Regions from separate parts of the Sus scrofa genome. Here all the other regions are linked to region 3. Evidence: chromatin contacts called from public HiChIP or PLAC-seq and promoter capture Hi-C data. All regions are on one chromosome and are shown on one strand. Each heading gives the region's core, a stretch centred on a gene start, on an enhancer-like site or on the middle of the called end of the contact. The rest is flanking DNA. Distances are from core to core; before and after follow the strand shown.

Evidence for each region. Promoter capture Hi-C pulls out the DNA fragments that hold promoters and counts their contacts. HiChIP or PLAC-seq counts read pairs in DNA pulled down with a chosen protein or histone mark.
Region 1: an H3K27ac HiChIP or PLAC-seq map of alveolar macrophages shows a contact between it and region 3. The contact joins the promoter of ZNF106 here to the promoter of VPS39 in region 3. A contact is called at or near these places in 2 of 2 datasets of contacts at active chromatin or transcription factors (alveolar macrophages and skeletal muscle).
Region 2: a promoter capture Hi-C map of liver shows a contact between it and region 3, with 2.6 times the contacts expected there. The contact joins the enhancer-like site here to the promoter of VPS39 in region 3. A contact is called at or near these places in 2 of 5 promoter capture datasets (fetal skeletal muscle and liver), 7 of 47 Hi-C or Micro-C datasets (brain, embryonic fibroblasts, fetal skeletal muscle and 4 more) and 1 of 2 datasets of contacts at active chromatin or transcription factors (skeletal muscle).
Region 4: an H3K27ac HiChIP or PLAC-seq map of alveolar macrophages shows a contact between it and region 3. The contact joins the promoter of CAPN3 here to the promoter of VPS39 in region 3. A contact is called at or near these places in 1 of 47 Hi-C or Micro-C datasets (epiblast stem cells) and 1 of 2 datasets of contacts at active chromatin or transcription factors (alveolar macrophages).

What each region holds. Positions count from the first base shown.
Region 1 is chr1:128,891,716-128,897,675 of Sscrofa11.1, reverse strand. ZNF106 (zinc finger protein 106) reads right to left here and starts at 3,711. Exons shown (of 21, transcript XM_021097187.1): 1 at 3,548-3,711.
Region 2 is chr1:128,916,436-128,923,375 of Sscrofa11.1, reverse strand. All of the region lies in intron 2 of ZNF106 (zinc finger protein 106), which reads right to left. Among named protein-coding and RNA genes, the nearest start is that of ZNF106, 26 kb to the right of the region's middle. Within about 2 kb of position 4,530, at least 10 of the 83 cell types and tissues checked have an H3K27ac peak or open chromatin away from gene starts, as enhancers often do. A contact at or near this core is called in liver, where this site is marked.
Region 3 is chr1:129,140,745-129,146,680 of Sscrofa11.1, reverse strand. VPS39 (vam6/Vps39-like protein) reads right to left here and starts at 2,343. Exons shown (of 25, transcript XM_021097283.1): 1 at 2,123-2,343. It overlaps TMEM87A (transmembrane protein 87A), which reads right to left. Exons shown (of 20, transcript XM_005659710.3): 20 at 4,513-5,773. The coding sequence ends at 5,732.
Region 4 is chr1:129,009,054-129,015,955 of Sscrofa11.1, reverse strand. CAPN3 (calpain 3) reads left to right here and starts at 2,532. Exons shown (of 24, transcript NM_214171.2): 1 at 2,532-3,063. The coding sequence starts at 2,755.

The DNA of each region.
Region 1 (5,960 bases), core at 2,462-4,961, 250 kb after region 3:
ATACATATACTTTTTTAAAAACCACAAATGGTTGCCAACCAGAACATCCACTTTTGCCTTTTTTTCCACTTAACATATCTTGGAGATCACTCAATATTAGCACATAGAGGGCTGGCTCATTCTTTTTTTTTTTTTTTTTTTGTCTGTTTTTTGTCTTTTGTTGTTGTTGCTGTTGTTGTTGTTGTTGTTGTTGCTATTTCTTGGGCCGTTCCCACGGCATATGGAGGTTCCCAGGCTAGGGGTTGAATCGGAGCTGTAGCCACCGGCCTACGCCAGAGCCACAGCAACGTGGGATCCGAGCCGCGTCTGCAACCTACACCACAGCTCACGGCAACGCCGGATCGTTAACCCACTGAGCAAGGGCAGGGACCGAACCCGCAACCTCATGGTTCCTAGTCGGATTCGTTAACCACTGCGCCACGACGGGAACTCCTGGCTCATTCTTTTTAACAGGTGCATAATTTCTTTAACCAGTCCTCTACTGACAAACACTTAGAAACTTTCATTTCTCTTTTTTTTTTTTTTGCTTTTTTTTACGGTCACTCCCAAGGCACATGGAGATTCCCAGGCTAGGGGTCAGATGAGAGCTACAGCTGCAGGCCTACAAAATAGCCACAGCAATGAGGGATCTGAGACACGTCTGCGACCTACACCACAGCTCAAGGCAATGCCGGATTCGTTAACCCACTGAGCAGGACAGGGATCAAAACCAAAAAACCTCATGGTTCCTACCTAGTCAGATTTGTTTCTGCTGCGCCATGACGGCAACTCCAGGAACTCTCATTTCTTGATAGTCTTTCAGATTAAAAAATCAATGATGAAAAAAATCCCTGACTATAAAGTTTCAATGAGAGATTTAACATGCTGGATGTACAATTGGAGTATTCATATGTAACCCGTTTACCAAGTAATTCATTTGATATACGATATACAGATTAACCCTTTAACTTCCCATTAAAATAATCCAATCAAAAATTGGAGTTCCTGTCGTGGCTCAGTGGTTAACAAATCTGACTAGGAACCATGAGATTGCAGGATTCCTGGCCTTGTTCAGTGGGTTAAGGATCCAGCACTGCCATGAGCTCTGGTGTAGGTTGCAGACGCGGCTTGGATCCTGGGTTGCTGTGGCTCTGGTATAGGCCGGTGGCTACAGCTCCGATTCGACCCCTAGCCTGGGAACCTCCATATGCCGCGGGAAGTGGCCCTAGAAAAGGCAAAAAAACAAAACAAAACAAAAAACCCACAATATGGAATTCCTGTCATGGCTCTGCGGTTAACGAATCTGACTAGCATCCATGAGGACACAGGTTCAATCCCTGGCCTTGCTCAGTGGGTTAAGGATCCAGCGTTGCCGTGAGCTGTGCTATAGGTCGCAGACGAGGCTCGGATCCTGCGTTGCCGTGGCTGTGGCATAAGCGGCAGCTACAGCTCTGATTTGACCCCTAGCCTAAGAATCTCTATGTCTCAAGTGCAGCCCTAAAAAGCAAAAAAAAAAAAAAAAAATGCAACATGTATACTTCTCACTGAGCCTTTCCAGATCCCAGAACCAAATCAGCAAGCACCTACCATTATTCTTTGCTTTTCTTGTACAGCAGCCCTTAGATTACACGTACTCTAATATATAAGCACAATAACCACCACTCACAGTTTTTCCTTTTTAAATATCTTCCTTTCAATCAAAGCAATTGGTTCTGATGAACTAACCTGATCAGCCTGCACACCCCCTAACTCCTTCCAAGCCACTTTGAAGTTCTCTTCAAAAACCATCTAGTTGAGGAGTTTCCCTCGTGGTACAGCGGAAACGAATCCGACTAGGAACCATGAGTTTGCAGGTTCAATCCCTGGCCTCACTCAGTGGGTTAAGGATCTGGTGTTGCTGTGAGCTCTAGCGTAGGTTGCAGAAGAGGCTCGGATCTCGAGTTTCTATGGCTGTGGCATAGGCCCGCAGCTGTAGCTCTGATTAGACCCTAGCCTGGGATCTCTATATGCCACGCATGAGGCCCTAAAAGGACAAAAGACAAACAAAAAAACAAAACAAATCTAGTTGACAGAACACTGTAAACCAACTATAACCAATAAAATAAAAATCATTTAAAAACAAACAAAAAACATCTAGTGATGTAGGAGTTCCCATTGTGGCTCAGTGGAAACAAATCTGACTAGTATCCATGAGGATGAAGGTTCCATCCCTGGCCTCGATCAGTGGGTTAAGGATCCAGCATTACAGCAGTGTTTAGGTAGCAGATGGAGCTTGGATCTGGCATGGCTGTGGTGTAGGCAATTCAACCCCTAGGCTGGGAGCCTCCATATGCCTCGGATGCAGCCCTAAAAAGACCAAAAAAACAAAACCAAAAAACATCTAGTTATCTTTAATTAAGGCTCCTACCATTTTCCAGATTCATCTGTTAACTCTAGAAACTATAACTATAGCATAGTTACTTCTCAGCAGAAGTACTTACAATATCTAACTTGATGTAACAAGAAAAAGATGAGCTTTGTCATTGTATCTGATTTTCACGACTTACCCTAGTTAGGCTATCTTGAGCCAAGTACCATCAAACTCTCAGCGACCTCCTCTGAAATGTGCTCCAAAAAACCTACCTTCCATTACAATACCTCATTAATTTTTTTGTGACAGACCTGAGTGTATCTGGCACATGCGTAGTAAGTGCTAAATAAATCCTAGTTGAAGCTAAACATTATTTTCCATTGTTTCATTCACACCAAACTTAAGAACAGGGCTTGAAACAAATTTTAAGACTTCCTATGAGGCTTAGAATACTATGAGGTTTTTAGTAAGTGCTCAAAAGTTATTCTGGTTTGAGTAAATTCGATATGAACAATTACGGTGGATAAAGATTCGTTTGCTAGGTAAGATAACTTCTCTTAACTAGGATGCGAGTCCCAAAATGCTAAAAGCCATAGAAATCTTAAACTTCCTAACAAGATGGCTTAATCCGACTCTCAAAAATAAATTGAGGAGACTGAAGGGGGCTCCCTTCAGTGAGGCGCAAAGCATTTCCTCTCCATAATTATGCACTGAGATTTGGATTAAATATTTACACATAGTAAGCATTCCATAATCAGTAGCTATTATTAAGATGCATCCCACAGGGAAAACGGAAGGAGGAAAAAGGAGGCTGTCAGTCACGAGAGGTCGAAAAGTGTTCGTGGTCTGAGACCTGTAAGCCTTAAAAGAGCACTTGGGTCTCTGGGCTCCCTGCGGCCTCCCGGGGTGGGAGGGGCGCAAAGGAGGTCAGCGGCCTCTCCTAAAGGTCAAGACTCTGCAACCACGTTTCCTGCTGGAGCTCAGAACAGAGCCGGAACGCCCCCGCGAGAATATGTACCCCAAAGCAAGAAGCACCGCCTGCCCGTAAATCTCGCGGGCTCTGCGAGAGGGGACTACCCGGCGCCTCCGCGCCGCAGCAAGCAGGAGCAGACACCCGCAGCTTCCTACATCCCATAGCCTCCCTAAAGTGGCAGACTAGAGGGTCCCTGGGCTCCGATACACCTCTGCGCAGCCCGGCCATTCGGTACTCATACTCACAGCAGATCCCTCTTACTCCATCAGGCCGCCGAGGCCCCGGCGAGGGAGCTCGCCTGACGCCCCCGCCACCGCCTTGGCTTTGGGTCCGGCAACCCGCTTCGGACCCACTCCCGCCGGGTACCACCTCTGCCTCCGCCGCCGCCGCCGCCGCCAGAGCGCAGGCGCATGGTACTGGCGTCACACTCCTTCCCCCGCCCCCGGCGGTCAGCTTTTCTCAATAACCTAGCTTTATTTGAACACAGGAGAGTGAGCAACGGACACAGAGGAACGAAGCTTTACTCCAAAAGAATGAAAGACCGAAGGCGGGCTGGCTTATGGAGGAGTTAGTCTGCTGCACAGGACGCTGCTGTAACCAGCCTCCCTCGTTTCTTTTTCATTCTCTTTGCTCTTTCTGGGCCTTCTTCTCGTCTCTACTCTCTTCATAAGTCCCCACTATTCCGTGACACTGTCGTGGCTAAGTTTCAATCACTCCTGTGTAAAACTTACTGAAGCTTAATGGAAGACGCAAGAGCTTTAGAACAGACACACCTGAGTTCAAGCCGAGCTAGGTACTAGTAATTTGTGATTTGGGAAAAATTATAAGTTCTCTTGAATCTCACTTTCCTCAGTTAAAATTAGGATACTGATATCTCTCAAGGTGTTGCTGGGATTGAATGACATAACATAGATCCAGCGCTGTCCCTGAAATGGTGCCTATCGCAAAGCAGATAATCTAACATCAATGATTATATTATTAGTACCTAATGTATTTACCTTCTTCAATAAACTCAGCCCATATCCATTCCTTCAGGGTCTTATTTTAGTGACGAAATCTAGTCAGGTAAACAAAGTTACATTAAGGTTGACAATGATGTGAATTTCCTATATTATTGAACTTCTAATAAATAGCTATGTTTAAAAAGACCTTGAATGCTTCACATCAAAGTAAGCAGCTCCCTCCATCTCTGTGTAAGATTTACTTCTGGAGGATTGAGGAATTTATTCCAATTCTGTATTTGTGATATCACAAGTCCTTTAACTACCAAGGTGTGCGGGGTATGCTGCATATTCTTTTTTTTTTTTCTTTTTACTGCCACACCTGAGGTATATGAAGTTCCCCAGCTAGGGGTCAATTCCGAGCTGCAGCTGTGACCTACACTGCAGCTTGCAGCAATGTTGGATCCTTAACCGATTGAGTGAGGCCAGGGATGGAACCTGCATCCTCACAGAGACAACACTGGGTCTTTAACCAGCTGAGCCACAACGGGAATACCCTTCTCCCTTTTAAAGGTGTGCAGTGAAAGAACTGCTTTCTCCTATAAGCTTAGGGCCATAGTACAAGAGAAAGCTTATAGAAGACCAAGGTCAGCTGTTGGTGAGCATCAAGGTAATCCTAGATCAGGGTTTTTCAACTACGGCACTATTGATATTTTGGAGATAACTCCTGTGCTTTGCTGTGCATTGTAGCTATGTAGCAGCATGTCCGGGCACTAGATGCTATAGCAGCTCCCCTTCCATCCCCTACCTCCCACACATACACACCTGCCATCTTGACAATCAAAAATATCTTCAGACTTTGCCAAATGTCCTCTGGAGGGCAAAAATGTCCTTGGTTGAGAACCATGGCATTATACCAGTGAACATCCCAACTCTAAATGAATTCAACCCTACATTTTCTCCACTTCTCCTCTCAAGAAGTGATTACTGCTTAAGAAAATCACACAGGAGGGCAGAAATTGGTGAGCTCATTTTTACCAATCTTTTATAGGCCCTCAATGCAGCTTAGCAGTCACACTGCTTTTCTCTGGTCAGTTTGCTCCAGCACTTTCTACAACAATATTCCAAATCCTTTCCAATTTCCCTAAAACTCCTAACTCTATCAGCAGATGACCTAGTCTCCTACTTCACAGAGAAAAGAGACCATCGGATGAGAACTTCTTTAACTTCCTGTTACTAAACATACAAATTTACAAATACTCCCTGTCATTAAAAGTAATCTTAGTGGAGTTCCTGTTATGGTGCAGCAAAAATAAATCTGACTAGGAACCATGAGGTTGCAGGTCCGATCCCTGGCCTTGCTTAGTGGGTTAAGGATCTGTCATTGCCATGAGATGTGGAGTAAGTCGCAGACTTGGCTTGGATCCTGCGTTGCAGCAGCTTTGATTCGACCCCCAGCCTGGGAATCTACATATGCCATGGGTGTGGCCCTAAAAAGCAAAAAAAAAAAAAAAAAAAAAAAGACACTGCTGAGGAGGAGGGGGGGAGTGGGATGTACTTGGGAGTCTGGGGTTAGTAGATGCAAACTATTGCATTTGGAGTAGATAAGCAAGGAGATGCTTCAGTGTAGCACAGGGAACTACATCTAGTCACTTGTGATGGAAGATGATGGAGGATAATGTGAGAAAAAGAATGTATATATGTGTGTGTGTGTGTG
Region 2 (6,940 bases), core at 3,281-5,780, 230 kb after region 3:
TCAATCTGTAGAAACTACTTACAGGCCATAGATCTGAACAAACACATTAGGAAAAAATAGTGAAATGCTTCAGATGGCCACAACTGTGAACCAAATAAGGTAAGTAAGTTACTTCCCAATCAAACTTGCATTTAAAACCTAAAATACGCTCTCTAAATTTCTTAACCAGATCACAACCAAAAAGTATAGTGATACAAATAAAAGCCAAACAGAAAGCCTTAACATGAGAAAATCAGTAATTAAACATGAAGTCCAGAGGAAATAATCACAAACTGAGGACAGGAAGAAGAAAGATAATGGCTGATAACTATTTGTCCTTTTGGTACAAATTACTGATGACTGTCATGACAATAAATGTCCCAAGTCAGTAAATGATTTGAGATTTTGTCCTTTTTTTTTTTTTTTTTTTTTTTTTTTTTTGTCTTTTTGCCTTTTCTAGGGCTGCTCCCACAGCATATGGAGGTTCCCAGGCTAGGGGCCTAATCGGAGCTGTAGCCGCTGGCCTATGCCCACAGCCGCAGCAACGATGGGATCCGAGCTGCGTCTGCAACTTACACCACAGCTCACAGCAATGCCGGATCCTCAACCCACTAAGCAAGGCCAGGGATCGAACCCGCAACCTCATGGTTCCTAGTCGGATTAACCACTGAGCCACGATGGGAACTCCTTGTCTTTTTTTTATATATAGTTCTGCCAGTTGTTTTCCTAGCTACCTGCTTGGCTTCTCCCTTATAATTTGTTAAAGGCCAAGAAAACTGATAGCACTGTATCTAAAATATGAGGAAATAAGTGCTTTCCTCTAAATAAAATGAGTTTGGGTGCAAAGGCTGACAATGTCAGCTCAGAGGCTTCTAACGCTTATTCCTTGATTATTTAACTATGCTCTAGGAGTTCCTCTATAGTGCAGAGGGTTGAGGATATAGAACTGCTGTGGGTTTCATCCCCGCCCTGAGAACTGCCACATGCCACAGAAGCAGCCAAAACAAAAAGAAAAGAAAACCATAAAGACTATGTATGCTCCAAATAAATGAAAACAGTAGACAAACTCTCCATTACACAGTTAAGTTGATGAGTGGAAGAGAGGAGAAATAAGTTCCAGAACAAAACATACATGCCATGTGGTTCAGCTATGTTAATAAGATGAAACAAAATATGAGTGTATATAAAAATATAAATTTATGTATACACACAAAAAAGAGATTTGGGTAGCTTATATACCAACCTGTTGATTTTCCTCTAAGAGAGGAATAAAATAAGGTGCAGTGGGAGGGTAGAAGTGAAAGGACCTCTACCTTTTTTTTTACTTTTTATGATTCTGTATAACTATGAACATGAATCTTAAGTTATCAAAATTTATTTTCTTAATGTTTTAAATAGCTGATTAGTGATCTATGAATAAAATAAGGCATTAGTTTTAGAATAAAATGGGCTTCTCTCCTAATGACTAGATTTACTGACCTCATTTGTTTTGTTTAATTTTATAATATAGTACAGGTCAGTAAGTAGTCCAGGAAAGGTAAATTCCAGAAGAAAGTCTGTTGGAAATAGGATCAGGTAATTAAGATAATCCACAAATAAGTAATCAAGGGTTGACCATATTTCACAGATTTTCAATGATAATAAGTTAAAAATCGTGTGTATATATATATATACACACACACATACAATATAAGGGCTCTCCACACAAAATCTCAGTAAAGCCTCTTTTACATAGTTGCCAAGGCCTAACCTTCACACAGTTAAGACCACTGAAAAATTCCACTAATATGCTAAACAGGTGTCTAAAGGTTAATCACATATTAATTTGCCCACACAACCTAAAACTGTATTATTTAAAATATAAATACTGTCAAATGGCTTAGGCTGGTACCCTGACCAAGCCTTGTAACCATTATTCATGGACTAAGGTATAAATTCCTAATTTCAGTTTACCAAAGTTTCTCTGTTCCACATGCTCAAAATTTCAAATTGACACATCTAAAACATCAAAAGAGGAAACTTAATTGGAAAAAAGTATGGAATATACATCCTGCTACATTTAATTTTTTAAGGTGCTAATTTATTAGATTTTCTTAAACTTTTTGAACATCAATTCACAAAGTAACATTCTTAAATACTCAAGGTTTATATATCAATTTTATTTACAGTAATGAGATTCAATGCTATTTAGCAGACTTTGGACTTCTTAGACAATTCCAGCAGCAGTAAAGGTTTATGGCATGCAATAATTTGAACAAAGTTGAGACAATAATATGAAATGTCTTAGATGCAAGGTTGGTGTGTCAGAATGAAATGGTTTACTAATGAGAGAACTAGCTCATCCCAACCCACCTTTGTGATAATCTATTTGCTAGAACTGTGAATTCTGCACATTTGAGATGCACAAAGATTTATCCCTTTTCAATGGAAAAAAAAGACCTACTGTACTTGTTAGTATTTCCAAAAGATAGTTCTATGTCATAAGACAATATTAACTTATGACAGATTACTATACAATAAGCTGACAGGCACAAGCAGCCCTCAGACCCCCCACACCCACAAGTTTATGGAAGACAGCCGTTCCCATACCTGCCCTTCAGGTTTTCAAGTTCCCTGTGATGCAACATGCTCCGCATGTGTTCATCCATCTCCTTCAAAATTAAAGAAAGCAGATTAAGGGGATTGCTTTGAGGAAAAAAATTCCTCTGTCCTATTCTATCAACAATTGGGGCTCAAGCTCCTTGAGTCTAAAGTGTTTTTTGTGGTTACTCTTCTCAACTCAATACTGAAATCAGTCATTAATTATTTAGCTGTGCTTTTGACATACTTCATTTTTTAGTAAAGGAATTAAGAAAGACCTCTAGGAGTTCCCGTCGTGGCTCAGTGGTTAATGAATCCAACTAGGAACCATGAGGTTGCAGGTTCGATCCCCGGCCTTGCTCAGTGGGTTAAGGTTCTGGCGTTGCCGGGAGCTGTGGTGTAGGTTGCAGATGAGGCTCGGATCCTGTGTTGCTGTGGCTCTGGTGTAGGCCGGCGGCTACAGCTCCGATTGGACCCCTAGCCTGGGAATCTCCATGTGCTGCAGGAGCGGCTCAAAAAATGGCAAAAAAAAAAACACCTCTATAAGCGGCTTCCCAAAAAGGTTACAAAGTATACTGTACTTAGGAGGTCAAAGATTAAATAATAAACAAGTAGGTTAAATTCTATCCTAATGTAAGGACTTAAATTCATTAAAAACAACAACATGGGAGTTCCTATCATGGCTCAGCAGAAACAAATCCAACTAGTATCCGTGAGGATGCCAATTCAATCCCTGGGCTCACTCAGTGGGTTAAGGATCCAGCGATGCCGTGAGCTGCGGTATAGGTCACAGACATGGCTCAGATCTGGCATTGCTGTGGTTGAGGCATAGGCCAGCAGCTGCAGCTTCAGTTTGACCCCTAGCCTGGGAACCTCCATATGCTACACATACAGCCCTAAAAAGCAAAACAACAACCAGCCTGAAATCACATAACTTTTCAACTACTTGGCTATTTTTCTCCATACTCTTTCCTCACTCGACTGAGAGTTTCTCAAGATTAAGTTACAACTATCATTCATGTCTTGGCCATGGCCTGACATACAGTTATTAATATCTGTTTAATAAAGAGATGGCTATATCAATTCTAGACAGAAGTTACAGATATAACAAACTTTTTCGGGAGTTTCCGTCGTGGCGCAGCAGAAACGAATCTGACTAGGAACCATGAGGTTGTGGGTTCGATCCATGGCCTCGCTCAGTGGGTTAAGGATCCAGCATTGCCATGAGCTGTGGTAGAGGTCACAGATGTGGCTCAGATCTGGCGTTGCTGTGGCTGTAGCGTAGGCCAGCAGCAACAGCTCCAATTAGACCTCTAGCCTGGGAACCTCCATATGCCAAAAAAGACACACACACACAAAACCCAAAAAACCAAAAAACACAAAATTTTTCTGTGGTAGATCAAGAAGTTTTTAAAAAATGCTTTGAACACAGCAGTTCGATCACGCCTGCACCTTCACTGCCCAATCCCCCTCCCCACACCAATGACTTGTTTGGTTCCAATGAAAATTTGTTTTCAAACTTCTAATGAAAAGTTTGAAAATGGACTGCATTCTCTCCTCCCTCCACCCCATCCTTGGTGAGAAAGAAAAAAATCTGCAGAAAGAGCTTCCACTTAAAAGTGAAAGTGGAGTTCCCTTGTGGGGTTAAAGGTGTGCTAAAGCTTGGGTTGCTTCCAGCCCCGGGAAATTCCACACGCCAAGGCCAAAAACAAGGTGCAAGTGTGCCACACATATACACACACACCTCAAAAAACTCAAAAAGTTGTAAATATCTCTTTTTGACACCAACGTACATGTATGCCATAATTAGAGAATGGTTACATAATTGCTTAGTATTACTATTAACTGCACCCTGTGTGCTAAGTGCCCCAAATATTTTCGCATTTGAACCACAAAACACTGCTAAGGGAGTAGTACTGACATCATAAGGCCACAAGGAGAAACTAACTTGTTTATTCACTAAATATTTATCAAGTGCTTATTAGGCGTCAAGTACAGAGTTAGACATTGAAGGGAAAATATTCAGTCCTACCCTCTCAGAGTCAGTGATAATCCAGTGATGAAACAAGACTAAACTCTAGCAGATCTGATATCAAAACCAACATTTCAAACACTGTGTAACATTGCAACATTTACTGCACTGAGACTTTATTATATACAGTTCATTTGTTAAAAAGAATACAACAACCTATTCTTTAAGTTGTCTAGGAGTTCCCTTGTGGCACAGCAGGTTAAGGATCAAGCATTATCACTGCAGCTGCTTGGGTAGCTGCTGTGGTGTAGGTTTGATCCCTGGCCCAGGAATTTTCACACACCATGGTCCCATGGTTGCAGCAAAAAAGAAAAAAAAAAAGTTATCTACACACAGCATGATACACAGTGTTACGATTCAAAACACTTCCCTTAAACGGTAATTATATTGAGGATGATCATCCTTTCCTTCCCATCTCTACAAATGCTTCATTCAGAGGGAAAAGCTTTGCATGTGACCCCTTCTAGCTACAACTGATTGGCTATTAACCGAATGAACACTGAGGTGAAAACTGAATTGAATTAGTGACAGGATATAAAATGAAAAAAATCCATGAACAATATACAACACCTGCTCAAATCCCTATGCTTCCTATTGTTTAGTTTTCATTCCTTGTTGTTCAGTTTTTCCTTGGATTATTTTTAATGTATGCAAAATCTCCTTTTTCTTTGAGCTAAGTTTAAGTGGGTTCTGTTTCGTGCAGTGACGCCATTCTTAACCAGAACAGTATTAACTGAAATGAATGATTTTTCTCTCATTAAAAAAAAAAAAAAAAAAACTAATTCTAGGAGTTCCTGTCATGGCAAAGCGGAAACAAATCTGACTAGGAACCATGAGGTTGTGGGTTCGATCCCTGGCCTCTCTCATTGGGTTAAGGATCCGGTCTTGCCGTGAGCTGTGGTGTAGGCCGAAGACACGGCTCAGATTCTGTGTTGCTGTGGCTCTGACACAGGTCGGTGACTATAGGTCCGCTTCAACCCCTAGCTTGGGAACCTCCATATGCCGCGGGTAGGCCCCAAAAAGGACAAAAGACAAAAAAAAGACGAATTCTATATTCTATTTCAGTAAAGATGTTATCATTCAAAACTAGTTTTGTTTAGAGTTTCTGTGTAGTGGCTCAGCAGTTAACGAACCCACTAGTATCTATGAGGACTCGGGTTCAATCCTGGCCTTGCTCAGTGGGTTAAGGATCTGGTGTTGCCATGAGCTGTGGTATAGGTCAAAGATGCAGCTCAGATCTAGTGTTGCTGTGGTTGTGGTGTAGGCCAGCAGCTACAGCTCCGATTCGACCCTTAGCCTGGAAACTTCCATATGAGGCAGGTACAGTCCTAAAAAGACAAAACAAAACAAAAAAACTAGTTTTGTTTGTTTGTTATTTACTGCTGTGCCTATGACATCTGGAGCTCCAGCTAAGGCCTATATCACAGCTTGCAGCAACACCAGATCCTTAACCCACTAAGCAAGGCCAGAGATCAAACCTACATCCACACAGAGACAATATCTGGTTCTTAACCCACTGAGCTACAATGGGAACTCCCAAAACTAGTTTTAATTTTTTTTGTTGTTTTTGTTTTTCTAGAGCTGTGCTGCAACACATGGAAGTTCCCAGGCTAGGGGTTGAAATTGGAGCTGCAGCTGCTGGTCTACCACAACCACAGCAAAACCAGATCTGAGTCACATCTGTGACCTTCAACACAGCTCAGGGCAATGCCAGATCCTTAACCCATTGAGCGAGGCTAGGAATTGAACTTGCATCCTCATGGATCCTTGTTGGGTTTGTTGCCACTGAGTCATAATGGGAACTCTCCAAAACTAGTGTGTTTTCGTTTTTGTTTTTTTAGGGCTGCACCCATGGCTCATGGAGGCTGCCCAGGCTAGGGGTCAAATCAGAGCTGTAGCTGCTGGCCTACGCCACAGCCACAGCAACTCGGGATCCCAGCCACGTCTGCAACCTACACCACAGCTCACAGCAACGCTGGAGCCTCAACCCACTGAGTGAGGCGAGAGATCAAACCTGCACCTTCATGGATACTAGTCAGATTCCTTTCCATATCCAAAACTAGTTTTAATGAGACATCTGATTGTCTAAAACACTTTACTAAGCTTTTTCTAAATTTACATGTGAAATCCTCACCCATTCCGTTTCAAGAAATGAATGCAAATAATGAGATAACTGAGTTTTTAAAGTAACTGAGAAAGATTCACAGGCACAGCCCCAAGAGCATACCTACTCAGTTACAAAGTACCTTATACTAGTATTATGAGAAAGATTCACAGGCACAGCCCCAAGAGCATACCTACTCAGTTACAAAGTACCTTATACTAGTATTATGGGGTTTTTTTGTTTGT
Region 3 (5,936 bases), core at 1,094-3,593:
GAGCAAGGGCAGGGATCGAACCAGCAACTTCATGGTTCCTAGCTGGATTCATTAACCACTGCCCCACGACGGGAACTCCTTATTTATTTTTTTGACTGAACCTGCAACATGCAGAAGTTCTCCAGCCAGGAATCAAACCCATGCCACAGCAGCGACCCAAGCCACTGCAGTGACAATAGTGGATCCTTAATCCACTGAGCCACATGGCACTCCCTGCATCCATCTTTTTTACATCCTAGTCTGAATAGAATATCCCACCCTCCATCTTCCCATATTAGGCAGCATATGTCTCTAGAATCATTTATCTTGTAATCTGTTCATATTTGTCTGCCACTGTGTGTCTTGGAAGCACTGGCACTGTTTCTTATTCATCCTTGTCTTCCAGTCCCTAGCATAGAGACTGGTCCATGCAGGTACTTAACACATACTTGACGATGAGACAGGAGAATGAGCTTCTTTGTGCTGAGTGTCAGGTCTTTAATTTTTTCAATTTCTTTTTTTCTCTTCTATTTATTTTTAACTTTTACTGAGAGCATTTAATAACTGAAAATGAGATGGGTTTTTTATTGTTTTGTTTGTGTTTTTGTCTTTTTAGGGCGGCAGCCGCTTCATGTGGAAGTTCCCAGGCTAGGGGTCAAATCAGAGTTGCAGCTGTTGGCCTATGCCACAGCCACAGCCAACACCAGATCAGAGCTGCATCTGCAACTTTCACCCTAGTTCATGGCAATGCCATTTCCCTGACCCACTGAGCAAGGCCAGGAATCAAATCCACGCCCTCATGGATACTAGTCAAGTTTGTTACTGCTGAGCCACAATAGGAACTCTGAGGTTTTCTTGAAAAAACTGGAGGAAGCAGGATTCTCTCCTAACCCAAACAGCTAGGACAGTTTGCTGTAGAGGTGTGACTTTCAAGAGGCCCAGGGCTAAACAGTAAGGTCCTACTGTATAGTATAGAGAACCTGATAAACCATAATGGAAAAGAATATGAAAAAGAATGTGTGTGTGTGTATGCATAACTGAATTACTTTGCTGTACAGCAGAAATTATCACAACATCGTAAATCAAATATATTCAATAAAATAAATTAAAAAAAAAAAAGAGGCCCAGGGCTGCTAAAGGCAAGAGGGCACATATTAGCAAAATGTGGTAAAAGCACCTTACTGAAGAGGATATGAGAACTCTGACTGGGTGGCACTGCCTATAGATAATGAATAGGATGCGGCTACCACCAAGATTCCACCAGACCCATCCACAGGTACCTAGCTTAGCATAAGATTTAAGGATTCTGAGCCACCTTTTTATGGCCCTTGATTTCTAGGATCTATCTATACATTAACAGGAAAGATGGAAGTTCCTTCTCTTTGGTCTTCGGTTATCAGACACAAACACTCATAGATAGGAGCATAAAGTTCATAGTCAAGAGTCAAGGTTTATTTCAGAAATCAATTGAAATTCTGGAGCATTGCAAGTGAAAAGATGCTGACCCTGCTTTCTGCACTGGCCAATTCCAAGAGGATCATGCAAGCTTTTGTGGGTTAGATTTCATGACATCCTGGAACCCACAAGGGTTGGATAACCTGGGCACTTTGACACTAAAGCAATCAACCACTTGGTTAGATTAAGAGTGGAGAGTAGTAAGTTAGCTACAGGAATGTAAACTAAGCGATGAGTGATCACTAGGGGAAAAAGGCATACGTGTTAACTTATTCAATGCAAAAAACCGCCACTAAAACCAAAAAAAAACCACAAAACAATGTTGTCTTTCACCTGGAAAACACAAAAATCCGGACAAGTTCAAGCCCATGGCAGGCGGAGAACTTCCCACTGCTTTGTCCTCCCCAATTAAAGACTTCTTAGGGATCGAAATGAGCCAAAGCTGAGTACAATCAATAAGGAAACCTCCACCTCCAACCCTATACCGAGAGCAAGAGCATGTGAACGTCCCTAAAATACGTGGATCCCCGGCGACCACCCAAATAGCTCCACGACCCTCGTCAACAGTGCTTTGCCCTCCCCCTAACCCAGGCCCCTCTCGGACGGCGTCAGACCGGAGTCCACACAGCCAGTCGCCCGTCCACTTCCCTAGCCTCGTGAAAGGTCCGGCGCTGACCCCTTGGCTCACCCCAGGCAGCCAGACAGTCAATTTGCAGAGGCAGTTTTTCTAGGATCGGAACCGGCTCGAAGGCGTCGTGCATGGCGGCGAGCGAAATCGCCTCCGCGGTCTCACCCGCACTGTTCGGGGTCGGAACGAGGCCAAGAGAAGAGACAGGACCCCTGTTACTGGCCCGTAGACAACAGAGCCATCATCAACACCGGACTTCCTGTAGAGTGAAGCCCTCCCCTTCCGCAGTTGAAGCCCCGCCCCTTCCTCCCCGGCTTCCGGTGCAAACTCGAGGAATGCCCTGGTATCTGCGTCCTTTTTCACTCAGGAACAAGCTTCTCCATTGTGGAGCCTGAGTTAGCCATGGACTTAACGAGGAGGAAAGAGGATCTTAATATTAGAAATGTATAAGGCAGCATACTATGGTGAAAAATTCAGGCTTTGGTTATCAGACCTAGATGGGAGATCTGCCATTTAGGAAATTAGCTAAGTAGCTGTAATGTTTAAGAAACTTAATCTCCATGGGAGTTCCCTTCTTGGCTCAGCGATGAATGAATCCAACTAGGATCCATGAGGATGCAGGTTCCAGCCCTGGACTGGCTCAGTAGGTTAAGGATCTGGCCTTGTGGTGAGCTGGGCTGTAGGTTGCAAATGCTACTGAGATCTGGCATTGCTGTGGCTGTGGGATAGGCTGGCAGCTACAGCGCCAATTCAACCCCTAGCTGGTAACTTTCATATGCTCCAACTGCAGCCCTTAAAAAAAAAAAAAGAAAGAAAGAAACTTAATCTCCAGAAACCTTAGTTTTCTTTTCTGCAAAATGATGGTAGTTTGCATACCTCCTAGCCTTTTGAGCGATTAGCAATGCCTGACACTCTAAGCACCCAGTAATTGGTAGTTTTAATATTACCTTATAAGCCCAAATAGTTTAAGTACTTTACCCATATATTTTAAAGATTGTTCTAAAAGTGTGGTCCCTAGACCAGCAGCATCAGCTTCAACTGCGAACTTGTTAGAAAGGCAGTCTCATTCTCAAAAACTGGAGTAGGGGCGAGGAGGCGGTGTCCAGCAGCCTATTATTTAATAAGTACCCAAGGTGAATCCATGAAGGTTAAAGTTTGAGAACAAATGCAAGAATGATCTGTCATCTGGCAGTTTACCCACAAAAAAACAGCTATGTCATAAACGTAAGCATTTGGCTTAAAGCAAAATATAAAAGAAAAAGAGTGAGTCCATGATAGGAGCTGTAAAAACAAAAAAACCCAAAACAAAAACACCCTTGGTCACTTTATTTTTATACAGTGTCAGTTTCTTCATATGAAAATTAGGAATATTGTCCCATCTTTACCAAATGCTGTTTCGGATAATCAAATATTTTCAGGTAGTAAACATAAAAACTGTTAAAACTTTGTGTTGTGGCTGGTTTTCACTATAGAAACTGAACATCTTGAAAACTTAGAATTACCAGCTGCTGTGCTAGAAAGCCTAATACTTTGCTGTGCTGGAAGTTCCAGATCCAAGGACCAAGACCAAAATAGCAATGTAAACTTTAAAGTAACAGGTCAATATGATGCTATAAATTCTTTCTGAACCAATTCTAAGAACTGATGCACTGTAGCCAATCCTAGTAACACAAGAAGCCATAAAAGAAAGCAGAATTATCAGGTCCCAGACTATAGAATTTGTACTATACACTCCTGCTTAACACAATAGGTTTTTATTTTTGTTTACCTAGTCTCAAGTCAACATCTAGCCAGCCTAAAAATTGACCAACTATCTTGATGCATTATGACTATTACTCACTTGCTAAGTTTCACCGTGGGAAAAGAAAAGCAATTGGCAGTAATACCAACCTTCTACTAGTGGGTCAACCTGAGACTAGAGTCAGTTCTTCGTATTGTTCTTTAGATATACTGCCTAGATGATTTTTGTTGTTGTTGCTGTTAATCACCATACCAAACAGTTATAGAGAAATGTTACATAAATGTTAACACTTTCACTATAGTATGAGTTAGTGAAGATTGTGGTTGTGTGGTCACCGGTTTGAACAGAAAATAAGACAACTATGAAAACCATGGAAGGGGAGTTCCCATCGTGACTCAGGAGTTAACAAATCTGACTAGCAGGTTCAATCCCTGGCTTCACTCAGTGGGTCAAGGATCCAGCATTGCTGTGAGCTATGGTATAGGTTGCAGACGCAGCTCGGATCTTGTGTTGCTGTGGCTGTGGTGTAGGCCAGTGGCTAGAGCCGCAATTGGATCCCTAGCCTGGGAACTTCCATATGCCATGGGTTTGGCCCCAAAAAGCAAATAAATAAATAAATGAATAAAATAAAAACCATGGAAGGGAAATTCTACAAGAGAGTTTGGGAGAAAGAAGGGTCTTTAGGAAAAAAAGTGAGAAAATCTATCAATTTTGTTAAAATTTTTTTAATATTAAAAAGTGGTATGAACTTTCTATGCAGAACAAAAATCTTGGGAAGGCAAAACTGGACAAAACCATTCAAACAAATATAGTGCTTCAAATGAATCCCATCACCTTGTGATGTTTCTTATAAACAACCGCTGAACCAACACCAATACAAGAACAGTTGATCCTAAACAATGAGCAGCAGTCCAGGGCCTCCACACTATTTCATGCAGAAAAAATTGTTTAAGCCAGAAGGACCTGTTTCTTTTATATTAGCTCCCGCTTCTGAAGCACTGTAATCCCTTTAGCAGGGTGCTCACTCACATGCACTTAAGATGGACTGCCTCTCTGCATCTAGTGCAACACCCAGTGAAAGGCATGAAAGCAAACAAAGCACTGCCTAGAACTCCCGCAATGCCGTCCTTGGAGGCTTACAAAACAGTAGTTAAAAGTTCTGGAGTGTGCACCACATTGCCAGCAATGGGATGTGTCACAATAGCAGATGTCAAAAGAGTTAAGCTAATATTTCTCTCTAAAGTACATCTGAAATAGAAAAATCTTCAATATACACCATTTGTAAACAAAATTGCACTTGATTTCGCTTTTCAAATGATCTTAATTATACTGTAACAGTCTCTCTCTTTTTTTTTTTTTTTTTTGTTCTTTTAATCATTGATAGAACCGTGGCTCCTTAACACAAAAGGATTCTTTTTTTTTCTCAAAACTACGCCTGCAAGATTTAACCTTGGCTTCCCAGGAAATGCAAAAATAATTAACAATTTTCCCCATCACCTATTTAACTCCCTAAATAAATAAAAATTACAGGCAGTTGCTCCTGGATATTACATATTATGGCATTGATGTCGTAGTTCTTTAGGAGATGTTAAACTTTTTAGTGTGACAGATTAAACAATTTAAACATTATAGGAGGTTCAGGAACAACATATATAAAAGTTGCATAAACATCCACGTCAGGGTAAGGAAGAGAAAGGGGCATCAATGCTGCAAATAAAAAACTTGTAAGTTTTTCTCATCCTATGAACTTGTTTTCAATAGAATGCTCTCCTTGTTGCAAGACCTTTCGCCAGCTCCAATGCACAAAGATCAAGGAACAGATCAGGATGTCATTGCCTCCTTTAATCCCACGGAGCAGTGCAGAGACTGACACAGAAGCTGATCTCTTCCCAGTCACTAGCCATCTTCAACTGCGAATCTTCCCATTCCTACTCCATTTTGGACCTTTCGAAGTGCGTGATCATTCGTTCCTGGGGGGGCAGGGGTCGGGGGAAGAAGGTTTATTCTATGTGTATTAATTCAAATGGTCTACATTCCAAATATCTTTTACAAAGATGATCTCACACATTTTCTGTAAGTACTTAAGTTCATTAAATATTTACAGCAATGGTTCTTAACCATCTATGAAGATTC
Region 4 (6,902 bases), core at 1,283-3,782, 130 kb after region 3:
TCATAGCCCCTTGCAGTCTGCTTGTTCAATATTCCCATCCGGCTATGACAAGAGGCTGATGTCTACCACACACCAGCTTAGTTACCACAGATGAAGCTGGCTTAGCTGAGGAAAGATCAGCAAGTGTGTGGCCAGCAGACAGCTCCACCCCCAGGGGCAAATCAACCAAGATACTTTGATTGCCTTGGCAAAGCAATAAGAAGTGGAAGAAATTTTTCTTATGTAGGGAAATTTCATTTGACAAATATACAACATTTTTTTTGGCCACACCCATGGCATAGGGCCAGGGATCGAACCCACACCACAGATCAAACTCACACCATGGCAGTGACAATGCCAGGTCCTGAGCCCACTGTGCCACCAGGGAACTCCACAACACATTTATTAAAAGACTTCTGTATGCTTAACCTGAGGGCGGAGCAGGGACCCAGTTCCCACCGTCATGGAGCTTACAGTCTGTGGGCAAACAGGAGGCTCAATAAACAGAAACAGAAAAACATGGGTCAGTGCTGTGAATTTCAAGATGGTATAGAGCACGGGATGGGGACTGGAACATGTAATGGTGCACATGACAGTGGGGACAGGAAAGTCCTCCCTTTGCTTTCCATTCTATTAGTGCACTTGAGGGTTGAAGTTAGGCTTTACAGAGGCTCTTTCAGTGCAGGCAGATAGGCACACCTCTGACCAGACTCTGTGACCATGTGGTCCCTGGCAGATGCACCCATCCTGGAGCTATGCGCATGGAAGATGGCTGTCCAGTAAACACTCATAGAGTGAATGCAGATTTGCACACTGAGTGACTCTCACTCACCTTGATTTAACCCAAGAGTAATATTAACTTCGGTTCATCTCTAACAACATTTATTATATGCTTAAGTCAATCCTGGCACTATTTTAAATGTTGTATGCAATGTGTTTAATTTTTACAACTCTGTAACACAGTGACTCTCATTATACCCATTTTATAGGCAAGAAAACTGAGACCTAGGAAGAAAGTAAGAAGTGACTCACCTAGAGCTACACAGGCATAGCCAGTGAGCAGCAGCCTGACTTTGATATTTCTTTTTTCTTTCTTTCTTTTTTTTTTTTTTTTTTGTCTTTATAGGGCACACCTGAGGCATATGGAGGTTCCCAAGCTAGGGGTCGAACCAGAGATGTAGCCTACACCACAAACACAGGAACGCCAGATCTGAGCTGCATCTTCGACCTACACCACAACTCATAGCAACACCAGATCCTTAACCCACTGAGCAAGGCCAAGGATCAAACCTGTGTCCTCGTGGATACTTGTCAGATTCATTTCCACTGAGTCATGACAGGAAATCCCAGGAGCCTGACTTTGAGCCCAGACAGACAGCTTCAATGCTGCCCTCCTCTCTCCTGCCTCCCCAAGAGTAGTAGCAGAGATCCTTGGGCATTCCCTTAGAGGGAGGGAGAACAGGCTGATGGTTCCCACAAGCCACAACTCCAGACACAGGGGTCCTCAAAGCTGCTTCCCCAGGGATCGTGGGCCTGGGTAGTACTCCCTATTTCTGCTGTCACTTTCCACCTTCTCTTGTAGCCTCTAGCCTTGGGCTGAAGGGAGGGTTACATGGCAATAGGCAGGCCCGCAGTGGGGGACTAGCCTCCACTCAGCCACACCTGGAATATGGCCGTCTCCTTACAGCCTGGGTAGAGCTACCAAGAGTAGAAGACAAGGTGGAGGCCAGGCAGGCAGTTCCCTTCCTCAGAGCTGCATGTGATCTCCTCCAACAGACCTGAAGCCAACTCTTCGGGTATGACATGCTGGAACTCGACAGCCGACCTGGTTCAGTATCCATTTCCAACTTCTGACTCAGATGCCTAATGTGGCACGGTGGAATAATCTGTACTCAGGTGCACTTTTTTGTAGGTGATTTGGTCCCAGTGTTTGTGCTGGGGGTGGGGAGAGACAAGAGATGGCTAGGTTGGGTGGGCAAGAAGACACAGGGATTTTTCTCAACTGAGGACTCTGCTGAGTGGCATTTTCCACCCAGACAGTTTCACTGAACGCTGACCCTAGAACATTCTAGAAGAGATGCCAAATCCAGTTGAATAATGTTCTGATATCCTAGAATTTTAAAAAGTAAGAACACGTGTTCTCAAAACTGCCCAGAACATTCTCCTAGAATTCAGTATTTCCCACTCACCCTTGCTGGCTGTTTTCAATACTGTTCCCCACCAGTTTGGTGGCCAATAGTTTGACAGGCTGGATAAGCACCAATTCAATAATGTATCCATCATTCTTTGCTAATTCTCAGTGTCAGCCTTAAATGTTCCCCTTTCATTTCCTGAAGACAACAGCGCTTAAGGGCAACACAGCTGCACTGCTAGCCTCTCTCTTGCATTCGGACTCATGATATTTCTTCATGGCTATTTTTGGTTTTCCTGGCTCAAGCTGCTTCAGGCCACTGAAACACAACCCTCACTCCCTTTCTCTCCTCTGGCATGTACGCTGCTGGTAGGAGCCCCCCAGGGAAAAACTAAAAACTGCAGCCGAAATCCTTTAGGGCTCCTTCCTCAGGAAAACTGATGACTTCTAGATCACAGCTCAAGTTTTAAGACGGACGCAAGCTGGACAGTCTTCTGATGGGCTTTAAACTTTGAACTGGATGTGGGCATTTTTTTCTCTGATGACAGAATCACTGCAACTTCCCCTTTGCAGTTGCTTCCTTTCCTTAAAGGTAGCCGTATCTTGTTTTCTTTAAAAACCTTTCCCTTCCAAATTTGCCTGTCATGCCGACTGTCATTAGCGCGTCTATGGCCCCACGGACAGGGGCCGAGCCCAGGTCCCCAGGACCGATGCCCCAGGCGGCCCAGGGCAAGGGCACGGAGGCCGGGGTTGGAAACCCAGGTGGTAAATACTCAGCCATCATCAGCCGCAATTTTCCCATTATTGGCGTGAAAGAGAAGACATTTGAGCAGCTTCACAAGAAATGCCTAGAAAAGAAGGTTCTTTATCTGGATCCTGAGTTCCCACCGGACGAGACCTCGCTCTTTTATAGCCAGAAGTTCCCCATCCAGTTCGTCTGGAAGAGACCTCCGGTGAGTAGCTAACTGGTTGCTGCTTGGGTTTCCCCTCTGAGAAATCTGCCCCCTCAGCGCCTTCTGAAAGCTCTGCAGGGCCCTGTCCTCAGGTGAGGAGCAATTCTCTGTTCTTTCTCGCTTTCTGAAAAACAAAACAAAAAAAAAAAAAAACCTTGCATTAATTGGAACTCAGGTTAATTCCCCCTATAAAATAAATAGTCCTTTCCCACAACAAATTCCAAACTGCAATTTCCAAACAAATCCCCAGACTCCCACCTGGAGGGTAATCCAGACCTATCCCCTCCATTTAAGTAACTTTTTATAAGAGTCCTTCAGTTTCTCATTGAAGGGCTAAAATCGTGATGTTCTTTTTAGTTTGCTAGCAGCCATGCCTCTGAAATACAGAGCCCAGGGAAGAGGAGAGTGGCAGCAAAGACGGCTTTTTTCAGGCAGGAAACTATTAGGATTAGAAGAAACCCTAGCAATCGTTTGCATCCATCACCTCCCATATGAGGAGATAAAGACCCACCAGAGGGAAATACATCCAGGGCGCCCTCGACAGCCCTGATGGAGAAACACTTTCTCTTTCAGGGACTCTTCCAGAACCTCTGGGTTTCATTTACAGTCAGGTACCAGGGGGAAGTCACATTCCCCTGGCTCCCTTCTCTGATCACACCTCCAGTATGATTCTTTTTTTTTTTTTTCTTCTTCTTTTTTTTTTGGGCCGCACCTGCAGCATATGAAAGTTCCCAGGCTAGAGGTCGAATTGGAGCCATAGCCACCGGCCTACATCACAGCTCACGGCAACACTGGATCCTTAACCCACTGAGCAAAGCCAGGGATCGAACCCATGTCCTCATGGATACTAGTCAGGTTTGTTACCACTGAGCCATGATGGGAACTCCTCCGGTATCATTCTTGTTCATAATTGAAGAAAAATGTATTGAACCTGGGTTAGAGCCAGAAACCAAGCAAGCAACTGAGGACACAGCGTAAATGAAAAAAAAGAGCAATTCCTGCTCTCCTGGAGCCTAAAGTCCTGAGGGGAAGACAGGCTTTGAACCAGGGCGATGACTATCAGAGCAGGTTCAGGGTGCTCTGGGATCTGAAGGCAAGGGAGAGAAACCCTCCTGAGGAAACCATTCCAGCTCAGCCTCAGTGCTCCTCATTAGCTTAACCAGGTTACACTGAGGCCCAGGGCTGTTCAGAAGCCACGTGTTTCTCTTTGACAGGAGATGAAACATCCAACAACCCTGGGCTCGCCCTGCCTATTCCACGAGGGCCCTTTTCCTCTCCAGCCCATGACTGTCCTGAGGACTCTCAGTTTAGAAGAGAACTAGAAAGAACTTCATTCTCCAACCCCATCACTGCCCCCGCTGCTAGAACCCACAATGGGACATGTCACATCCCTGCGGAAATAATTTCAGCGACACCGTTCTCCCCTCCCCCCACACCTTCATATTCCTTCAAACTTCCTCCGCGGCCTCTGGGCCCTTCCCCAGCCAGCCCGGCCTCCTTGCCTGTCTCCCCCTCGCCCCCGCCCCTGCATCCTGGCACTTGCAGCTGCCTCACGGCCTTGGCTTGTGCTGTCTCTCTGTCTGTCTGTGGTGCTCTTCATGTCTTCATCTGCTCCTCCTCTCCCTCGCCGCAAATCCCTGCTCAGGCGTCACTTCTTTCCCAGCTCTCTCCTGTCTGTCCCCATGGGCTGAGAGCAAGGAGCACTCCTGTTCCTCCTTGGACCCCCTCACCCAGCAAAGGGCCAGGCCCTGTAGGTACTCAGCGGCTGGTGGTGAATGAAAATCCACACTGGAGGGCGCTGACCGCTCAGAGAGGAGGTCGGCCCTGCGTTCCCGGGTTGGCAATTCCGGAAAGCCTTTTCCAACAGTAACGCAGAGAAAAAACTTACTGCTTTCAGTGAAGTCGTTGGTGGATTTTAGCCTTCAAACCTAGAACTGCATATTCATAAAAACATTTTAAGGGTCTACTATGCTCTAAGCACTAGGTCAGTCCTGAAATTGTGTCAGGGTGATATGAGGGGCACCAGAAGGCCTGTTCCAAATGTCGCTCCCACCACTGCCACCATGCAAAATCCTGAACCATCTACTGTCAGGAAAGGTCCTGATAGCACGATAGCACAAAGCTCATGCTTGGTTAAAATATTATTTCCCCTGGGGTTAAAATTAGGGGAACATGGTTTGTTGGGTTTGTTAGCATAAATTAGAATATAGAATTAGGGATGGTCAGAGTTGGAATATCTGGGGATGTGGTCCAGCCCTTTCACATACAGGTGCAAAAATTAAGGTCTAGAAAGGGCATAGAGCTTATCTACAGTCACACAGCAAACTGACTGAAATTGAAGTACTGCAGTAGCTCTAGAACTTTCTGAAAGGTAAATCCCTTCTTGGAGACAGGAGTTTTTCATGCACTCCCTGGATGCAGTGATCTTTGGCAACCTTGAACAGTGTGAAAAGGGGACTACATCCTATGAGAGGCCCTTCCTGCTTTTACTATCAAAGGCACAGAGTCAGTGAAAAACAATCTGAACTTCTCTTCATAATCAAGTATACCTATTACAGTCAGATAATGATGATGATGAAGGGGAGAATTATTCGTGGCCAACTATGATTCTTGTAAAGATAACAGGCTGCACTTTCAACCATGTCCTCTTAAAAGAAGAGAGACCCTGCAGAGTTCCCATTGTGGTGCAGCAGAAATGAATCCAGCTAGTATCCATGAGGACGTGGGTTTGATCCCTGACCTGGCTCAGGGGGGTTAAGGATCTGGCGTTGCCATGAGCTGTGGTGTAGGTCACAGACACGGCTCGGACCTTGAGTTGCTGTGGCTGTGGTGTAGGCCGGCAACTGTAGCTCCTATTAGATCCCTATCCTGGGAACCTCCATATGCCGCGGGTGCGACCCTAAAAAGCAAAAAGTAAAGAAGACCCTCACCTGTTTCCTCTTGTGCCCTCTCCTCACACGCCTACAGAGGGGTCTCACTGCCTTTCCTCCTCTGTCAGGGAGCATCCTGCATGGCGTTTCCAAGCCAGACAACCTGATTCCTTTCGCCTTTCCTTATAGCATCTATTTTTAGGATCAGAAAGAAAACAAACCATACACTATTTCCCAATTGTTTAGCCAATTTTTCTTGATGAAAAACACCCATGCAGGAAAGAACGGCTCTAGAACAGGGCTTCTGGGAGACCGATGGCTCTGTTCCAGTATCAATGGGGACAGGTGTGTGGGGAGACACGTGTTTCACTTCATACAGTGCAGGCTGCAGGCACACAAAATTCCTGGCCTCTCTTCTCTCCGCCAACCCCCACCCCAGACTCTGGGGTGGGGAGAGGGATTTGTGAAGAGAACCTGACCTGTGAAGCCCAACACTTTCCTTCTTTTTCCCTCCTGGAACAAGCTACCTACTCCCCCTTGAGGCAAAGTTTTCCAGAGGCAGTTCCCCATGGGGAGTCCTGCAAAGGTTCTGGGCCACTTGCCACAACTACTAATAGCAGTGCTAACCGCCAGCCTTGACTGAGAACTCATCACATGATAGAACCTATTCTAAGTGCTTCCATATGTTAGCTTATTTCATCTCTACAACAACCCTGTGAGGTAAGTACTGTTATTGTCCCCACTTAGCAAATGAAGAAACGAAGTCTCAGAGGGATAGATAACATGTTGAGATCTCACAGTTAGTAAAGGGTATAGCTGGGATTGGAACCCCTCGCTTTAGAACCCCAGCTCTTAACAATGAAATCCATCTAATTTTGGGGTTTAGAAGCCAAGATCAGATTTATGAACAATAAATGTGGTATTTGGGATTCTCGCCTGCTCTACACTTTTGTCTTCTACATCCATGGG